Linked DNA regions of Mus musculus: region 2 is linked to region 1. A link is a contact called in public promoter capture Hi-C data. All regions are on one chromosome and are shown on one strand. Each heading gives the region's core, a stretch centred on a gene start, on an enhancer-like site or on the middle of the called end of the contact. The rest is flanking DNA. Distances are from core to core; before and after follow the strand shown. Region 1 holds the start of Tmem95 (transmembrane protein 95). Region 2 holds the start of Rangrf (RAN guanine nucleotide release factor).

Evidence for each region. Capture Hi-C pulls out chosen DNA fragments and counts their contacts.
Region 2: a promoter capture Hi-C map of adipose tissue shows a contact between it and region 1. The contact joins the promoter of Rangrf here to the promoter of Tmem95 in region 1. A contact is called at or near these places in 1 of 39 promoter capture datasets (pre-B cells), 1 of 115 datasets of contacts at active chromatin or transcription factors (bone marrow-derived macrophages) and 1 of 9 other capture datasets (adipose tissue).

Annotation. Positions count from the first base shown.
Region 1 is chr11:69,876,187-69,880,140 of GRCm38.p6, forward strand. Tmem95 (transmembrane protein 95) reads right to left here and starts at 1,869. Exons shown (of 7, transcript NM_001195710.2): 1 at 1,661-1,869; 2 at 1,354-1,410; 3 at 1,113-1,193; 4 at 995-1,015; 5 at 775-855; 6 at 601-688; 7 at 1-528. The coding sequence starts at 1,832. The coding sequence ends at 498. It overlaps Kctd11 (potassium channel tetramerisation domain containing 11), which reads right to left. Exons shown (of 1, transcript NM_153143.4): 1 at 2,078-3,954. The coding sequence ends at 3,326.
Region 2 is chr11:68,971,617-68,975,570 of GRCm38.p6, forward strand. Rangrf (RAN guanine nucleotide release factor) reads right to left here and starts at 2,239. Exons shown (of 5, transcript NM_021329.3): 1 at 2,026-2,239; 2 at 1,825-1,941; 3 at 1,501-1,657; 4 at 1,327-1,412; 5 at 868-1,125. The coding sequence starts at 2,102. The coding sequence ends at 1,005. Slc25a35 (solute carrier family 25, member 35) reads left to right here. Exons shown (of 5, transcript NM_028048.2): 4 at 53-187; 5 at 334-899. The coding sequence ends at 507.

The sequences.
Region 1 (3,954 bases), core at 619-3,118:
ACAGGCCCAGAAGGAGGGGGAGGTCCAGGCTGCACAATATTAATACAATGGAGGGACTGTATGCCAGCGGGTTGACTGATGTGGTCTCACCCCAGAGGGAGAGAGTTTTCCAGAACCCTCATTCCCGGATTCCGGATCAGTCATTGGAGGGCCTAGAGCAACATCTACAGGCCAACAGTCCCCCGCTTTCCGGGAATGGACAGAGGGGATGTGGGAGTGGTGGTGGTAAGCGATTCTTTCCTTCTGTAGATAATTTCCTGGCATCATCTGCTGCTCTGTTTGATTGGTGGAACACAGAAAGGGAGGGACTTTCCAGCTGTGGGTGCTTGGGTTCCTGGAGGCCATCTGACACGAATATTGATAGCAGAAGTCTGAGGTTTAGGGTCTGAAAGACTGAGGCTTTGGGGCTGGGTCTAAAAAGTGTTCCCACCCTAAGGGATGTGGAAATTGTGGGCACAGATTTCTTAGAGCTGGGGCTGGAAAAGCTGTCCTCCTCTTCACAAGTCTTTTGCTTGCAGGTTCAGGTACCTGAAAGGAGACAGAGGATGGGAGGCCTGAAGAGAATCAGGGAAGGGGGTTGGGAAGATCCCCACAACTCACTCCACTTGGAGGCTCACAACACCCGAAAGCAGGACAATTCCGAAGATACATAGGAGCAGAATCCTAGCGTCCCACAGATCGTGACTGTCTGCAAGGAACCCAGGAGACCGTGGATGATCCTGTGGATCACACCAGGGAACCTAGGGGGCCTTAGGAGGGTGAGGATTAAAGAACCTGGGTAGCAGTGCTTTTGGGGCCAACAAGACTCCTCCTTGCCCTCGCAGGTGGAGCAGTTGTACAGGATGGTGCTGCCCCCTGCAGGAGACAATAGGAGCAGCGCTGGCAAGCGAAGCCACCGCCTCCAACCCCTTCCTCCCAGCCGCCCAAGCTCCTCAGGCCGTCGCCCTACTCTCTTCGCTCCCCAGGGGGCTCCACGGCCTTTTCTTTTACTCACGGCAGACAGGAGCACAAAGAGCTGCAATGAAAAGCAAGGAGCAGTGGCTGACTTGTTCAGTCATGCCCCACGGGGCTACAAATCCTAGGCGTCTCCTTGGTACCCTCCCCATCAATACCTTCCCTGGTGTACTGGGGGATCCTGGTCTTCTGAAGCCATTGCCAGTATAATGGAATCAAGGAGGTGGATCCTTTTTTCTCTGGAGAGGCACAGCACAGCTATATTGCCCTAGACCTCATCGGAGCTGCCTTCCAGGCCCCCTCCCAGATCGGTCCCTCTCTTCACCTCCCCTCCCCCCATATCCCGTCTCGTCTTGGGTCTTCCTAAGTCTCAAAGTGTCCGTTTTCTCCAGACCTCACCTATGACTCTCAGGACTCGGTGAGTTTTCTCTGTGACTTGCTTCATTGAGACCTCATCTGTGGAGATGGACAAGAAGGAGCTAGAGTAGGCTCTAGAGTTTTGGGGGGTTTTGTGTTGTCTTTTGTTTTTTTGTTTTCCTATTTCCTAGGGCACAGAGTTCTTCCAAAGAGAGAGAGAGGCTAGTGTGTCCAGAAAGGGCTATGGACTGAAGCAATGGCTGAGATGCACAGCTAGGAGCTCGGGCGCCAGCCCCCTTAGGATCCAGTGGTGACTATTGCTGAGCTAACCTTGCATATCTGATATTACCTAAGGCAAAGGCCGAGAAATCTGGGGAAGCCCATTCCTTCCATTTCCACTTCGGCTTCGTCTGGTTATTGAGCTGAGCCAGGCGGTTTGCCAAGGCATGATCTTGGAGACGACAGAAGATACAAGCCTTGGCCACGGCCAAGAAAGCCCCACCCAGAGCCAGCACCCACATGAAGCCTGCTGGGGTATGGAAGGAGTTGGACCCCCTCAGACCAGGGAAGAGTCAGAATTCTCTGAGATCCAGATTCTGACCCTTCATGTCGGAGGTTCTAGACTGATCCAGAACAATGCCATTGTCTTACCCCTCGGCTCCGGTAGAGCCACCCCTGGGCCCCCAAGAACTGGAGGCTAAAACGTATCTCTAGGACGGATAAATCAGGGTTTCTGTTGCAAGGGGATAGTGGCCTTTACACGTCATGGTTCTGAAAGCAATTTATTTTTCTTCTTGTAAGTCACAGTGATAGATGAATGACTCCACCCAATGATGACCATGTTTATGTGTGTATCCCATCCGCCCAGGAACCCAGAAATGCTATCCTTCCCACACCCTCCCCGACTCTCCCAACTCTAGCTCCTGGCTGCCCAGGACAGCCTTAGGCCTTCCTTACCCAGCTATTTCCTAGCAACAGGCTCATGGTTGTCTCAGCAACCAAGAGCTCCCAGAGGTCTCAGAGGCCCAGCTAAGCCCAGAGGCTTTTACCTCTCATAGGAAGGGCCTAGTGTGACTCAAACTCAAACAAGGCCCTCCTGCCTACGTGGCAGCGCAGGCATAAACACACATGCAAACACACACACACACACACACACACATACACACACACCCTATGATTAAACTAAATCTGAATCTGCTTTTACACATACCACAGAAGTACCTGAGCCTGGAGAGTTTCTAAGCAACCCCAAACAGGCCTGGACAGGCCAAGATCACAGAAGGACCAATACACAAGCACAGGAGTCAGCAACACTGATGGGAACCAAGACAGCAGGGAGCCAGGCAGCATCAGATCTATTGACTGGCAGGCGCACACACATGAAAGAGGCCTCTGGACACCATGGTCCAGCCCCACTTCCATACAGGATCCTCTGGAATTCCAGAAGGGAGCTCTAGCCCCCGTGTTGATGGAGGTTCTCCTTGCTCCCTATGTCACCCTAGGATGGAGTGTCCCACAATAGGTGGCTTGGAACATAGTAAAGAAACCTCCCAGAGAGTCCTGGCCTCTTAATGGTTACTGTAGGATAAGATGTCAGCTCCAGTAAAGGAAACCACAGTCTAGGGAGCAGGTTACATTTGATAAGTCAAAGTCCTCCCACCTAGTGCTCAACCCGCCAGAGCTCTGCTAGGTTTAGCCTGGGCAAAGAGGTGCTATCTTACTTTGCCACACTTCTGAATACAGAGGACCCATCCTCAAGCAAAAACAGGCTAGAGAATCCACGATGCTTTCCCAGGATAAGCCCCCGCGTAGACCTTCTGGACCATTCGTGAGTCTTGTGGGGTGGAAGGGGGCAGCTCGATCTGGGAACCCCAGCTCTAGGCTCTGGCCAGGTATGGTGGAATCCCTGACTTTCATAGCTACCACACCAGTACTAGAAAGAGGTTTTAGAAGAGCCACAGGCCCCTTGGCTGACTCATCCCCCTCCTCTGCAGTCAAGTGGAGGGCAGCACCCTCAGTGGCGCACAAAGCGCAAGGATCTAGAGTTCAGAAGGTCTTCAGGGTCTGGGAAGACAGAGTCCAGGCGGAAGCCATGTTCCAGAGCCACCCGTAGCACCTCCTCCAGGAATGTAGGCGTGTTCGCTACCTCCCGACGATCTTCTGGCCCCCCAGTCCACAGTGGCTGCAGCCCCAGTCTTTGATACTCTACTTCAGGGAGTTCCTGGGGGCGGGAGGCCCACTCTAGCCGAAAATGTGGACCTCCTTCTGCCCTGTCCCCAATGGCCACACCAAATCTGTTGCGCATGGCAGCCAGACACTCAGGGTCAGTGCAGAAGAGGTTGGCTCGGAAGGTGTCCACCTGGACAGAGCTCAGCTCATAGTGGTGGGGGCCCCTTCGAGCGGAGAAGTGCACCTGGCGGGGGCTGACATCTACATCTGCATGGAGTAGGGCGGCTGTGGATGCAGGTGTACCCCGAGAGGCTTCCAATTCCCGCAGGGCATCCAGGAGGGGCCGGATCTGGTAGAAGTCAGCCTCTGCCTTAAGAAGGGCAGTTTCTCCGTACCCACGGGGCAGGTCCAGACGGCCTAGCCGCAAAAAATTGAGGATGTGCCGGAAAGCCTTGCCATCCCTGTCGATGAAGT
Region 2 (3,954 bases), core at 989-3,488, 900 kb before region 1:
TTGATAAAAAAAAAAAAAAAAACAAACCAAACAAACTTTATCTTTCTTATAGATCTTCCCTCCCCAGAGCTGGAAGGTGGCTCTGGCCGCTGCCATGGTGAGTGGTGTCGCCATAGTCGTGGCAATGACACCCTTTGATGTAGCCAGCACAAGACTTTATAACCAACCCACTGATACTCGAGGCAAGGTAAGGAAGTACTGCAGGGTCCAGGCTGACAGGGAGAGCTGGGGGTGGGCAAGCAGATCCTCAGATGCTGCCTGGAAAGGTGTCTGGCCCCGGCGGGCTCTGACATGCACCTCCTGTGCTCTCCCTTCCTCTCTGACGTGCTCCAGGGCCTCATGTACCGGGGGATCTTGGACGCTCTGCTGCAGACAGCGCGGACAGAGGGCTTTTTTGGCATGTACAAGGGTATAGGTGCCTCCTATTTTCGCCTCGGCCCCCACACTATTCTCTCCCTCTTCTTCTGGGATCAGCTGCGCTCCTTTTACAACACATATGCTAAATAACAATCACTCTCTTGTAACTCCAGATCAACACTCTTTGGGCACCTCTGCCTCTACTTCCTATCACAGTGACTGCTGACAGATTGACCTCTCAATGCCCCTAAGGGGGACAGCCACGCCCACTCCTCTGTTCTCCTAGGGTTGAGTCACTGAGTGGGTCTTGCTTTAAATTTTTCCACAAATCCCCCGATATATTTCATACCCATCTCAGGGTTGAATCAGTCACTCCAAAGTATATTTCTACTGCCATTCTTGGGTTCCCCCCAACTCCCTGCTCCTATACACAGCTTTAACTCCCCCCCCTTCCAAGACCAAAGGGAACTGGGAGACCCAGGTGTCCTCTTAGATTTGAAGGCACAGAAATTATGTTCTTCATAAAGCAAGTTTATTTCTGCAGAGGAAGTGTCTTATGTTTACATCCAGGGAAGAAGCAGAAAGAAACTCCCCCTCTCAGAACTGGGTCCCCGAGTCCTCAGTAGCACGTTGTGTCTCAACGATCTTTACTGGGGACCAAAGAGGTTGGGATCATGAAGAGTCAAACTAGTTACCAGCTGTTCAAAGTTACTCAGGCTCCAAGGTGGACATGACAGATTTTCAGGGCCAAGAGACCTGCTGTGACACCTTAGGGTAAGGGAATAGAGGGAGAAGGAAAATGGTCCGGCTTGAGGTTTGCAAGATCACACTTCCTATCCCCCAGAAGACCTGACCCTCCTCCCCCAAAGCCTGTGGCTTATTTCTGCTTCCTTGAAGGAATTTGACCCACCCAACTTAATTGTCGTGGGGACCCAATTGGGAGGTTCCCACCCGCTCTTTCGTCCTTACGGGGGCTGATTGAAGGTGAGCAAAAGATCAGTCTGATACTGGGGCAGCCGCAGCAAGGCCTGATGCAGTGTGACATCCTTTGCTACCTAAAGGGATCAGAATCAGCATGCTTACCAGGATACCTGGAGTTATCCCTCCCCGACTCCAGGGCGTCCCATTCGCCATAGCCCTCACCTGCTGGTTTTCTTTAGCTACCTGCTGCTTGCCAGAAAGGGACCAGGCATCCTGACAGCAGCCTCTCAGGGATAAGTTCTCCAAACAGAGAGGCTGCACAGATAGCACGTGCACAGCCCTAGCCCCCTGCACCCGGCCAACGTCCTCAAAATGGTACCTGGCATGGGAGGAACAGTGGTAAGGAGGAGCATGTCTGAATAACCCAGCCCCACCCTCGAGCCTGGTCTGCTATTGCCCTTGGGAGTTTTCGTCCTGAATAACCGTCCAGCCACAGACCCCGCCCACTTTCTCGGCTCCCGGCCTCCCGTTGGCTAGCTTTCTCACCGCGCAGCCGCTTCGCCCTGCACGTGGGCCTGCAGCTCCAGAAGTTCTATGATCAGACTCTGGTCGGTCACAGGATGGCAGAAAACTTCTTGGTTGTCTGGCACCGGTCGGAGGTCACTGGAGAGGGACAGGGAACCCTCTTGTCTCTGGCTTTTTCCCATAACCCACCCGATCGGCCTCCGGGGAGGCTGGCTTTCTCACCTCACATCAATGGCCCCTGTAGGGAGGATGGCGGAGAAGGCGCCTCCGAACAGTGGACAGTTTCTGTTGGGCTCCATAGATCTAGTACTTGAGTCTGGACATTAGCGAGGTTTTAAAGAAACCTACATGAGCCTTTGAGACATCATTTCCCCTGGTGTTCCCGGAGCACCCACTACCTCCTCCCGTCCTACTAAGCAATGGGACCTTTAAGATCTGGTCACGCCCTGCGAGCACGCTGACCAATCGGCGCCCGCGCTTCGGGGGCGGGGCTATCCTTGGGGGCTAGTCTCTGAAGCCCGGCTCTTTGGAAAGACCCAGGACCGCTGGGGTCTGCTTTGCAGTTGTACTTGAGTTTAGGGTTGGTGATGCTAGTGATGGGTTAATCCCTCGTGCCCACTTGCTCCTTCATTGTAAAGGAGTTATACCTTCTAAGAAGGTCACTTGAGACCGCCCTTAAGGACAGTTGTTCAGTTAAAGGGCGGGTTGTGGGACCACTTGACTCCAGTGGAGCGACAACCAGACCACTAACTCCAGGATCTAATGCTGGGACTTGGGGAAACAACAGGCCCAGGTGTGGGTCTAGGTTAAGATTCAGACCTCAAGCCTTGATACCTAACCCGAGGATTACGGTTCTAATCCCCTCAAATCTTCCCCTAGGGAGGGCAAGGGGAAGCTCTCTCCCACACCTGAGCCAAAGCACAGATTAAACTATTGTTTTTCCTTTACGGATTTTTAGAGTGTTCTTTTTAAGTATTTGTTCAACTTTTATCCTCCCAGTTAATTTCTCCATTCATCCTTGATCTCTTGCACCTGGCAAAGTGTTTGGCACATAATAGGCCTGGTGGTATACTGCTGCACTGCGGGATGAATCTAGATGCCTGGAGTCCATGAGGCCACCCATGCTCTCATGGATTTTACACCCAGCTGAGAACCGGGCAAAGAGGTTGATTCTCACCTCGACCAATGAACCCTCATAATTTACTGAATTGGAGGCAAGGGTCACGTGCCTCAGAGTGCAGCTCATTTCCTTCGTGAGCCTGACAATACAAAAGTCCACCTCGCCAAGGTGTAAAAGTACCAGTGGAACTCGCTTTGCGTCTTGAAGTTTGATTTACAGAGCTCTTGGGGGCATCCTAGAGATGTTCTAGCCGGGACATAGGTGTAGAAACTTAGCACAGTGTGTACTCTAGGAAATGCAAATATGCAAGGGGGAGGGCAGGCAGATGGAGTCAGGGAGTTGTGAAGATGGTTAAGGATGGAGGATTTTGCTTGTCCACTTACTGTTTGCAATGCTAGGGATTGAGCCCAGGGGCCTCTACCATTAGATTCTCTCTCTCCTTCTCCCTCTCCCTCCCTCCCGTAACTGAACCTTAGCCTCTTAAGTGTACTCAGTATGTGCCCCCACCCCGGCTATCCTGGAACTCACTCTGTAGACCAGGCTGGAGTCGAATTCAGAAATTCTGCCTGCCTCTGCCTCCCGAGTGCTGGGATTAAAGGCGTGCGGTGACTCCTTCTTACTGTAGGCATCTGGCTTCTCTCTGAACTTTTCCTCATCTCTAAAGCACTGTTAGGAGTGAAGTGTGGCCACGTGTGGTGGCTCACGCCACATGGCACATCCAGCACTGAAGAGACAAAAGCAGTCAGATCTGTAGTTTGAGACCAGCCTGTTTCTTGTTTCTACATAGTGAGTTGCAGGTCAGCTAGGGTTATATATTGAGACCCTTCCTCAGGCAAGAGAAGGAGGGAGGGAGGGAGGGAGAGAAGAGACAAGATGTGGGTGTGCTTGATCAATCTGTTTCGGGGGGGGGTATCCTGTAACTAGTTTACTCTGTAAGAGAAGGGGTGCAGCCCCCATGGAATAGAAGGAGCTGGCCATGAACGTCTCTCCATGTAGACCTTTCTGTCTCTCCTCCTCACCAGGAGCAACAA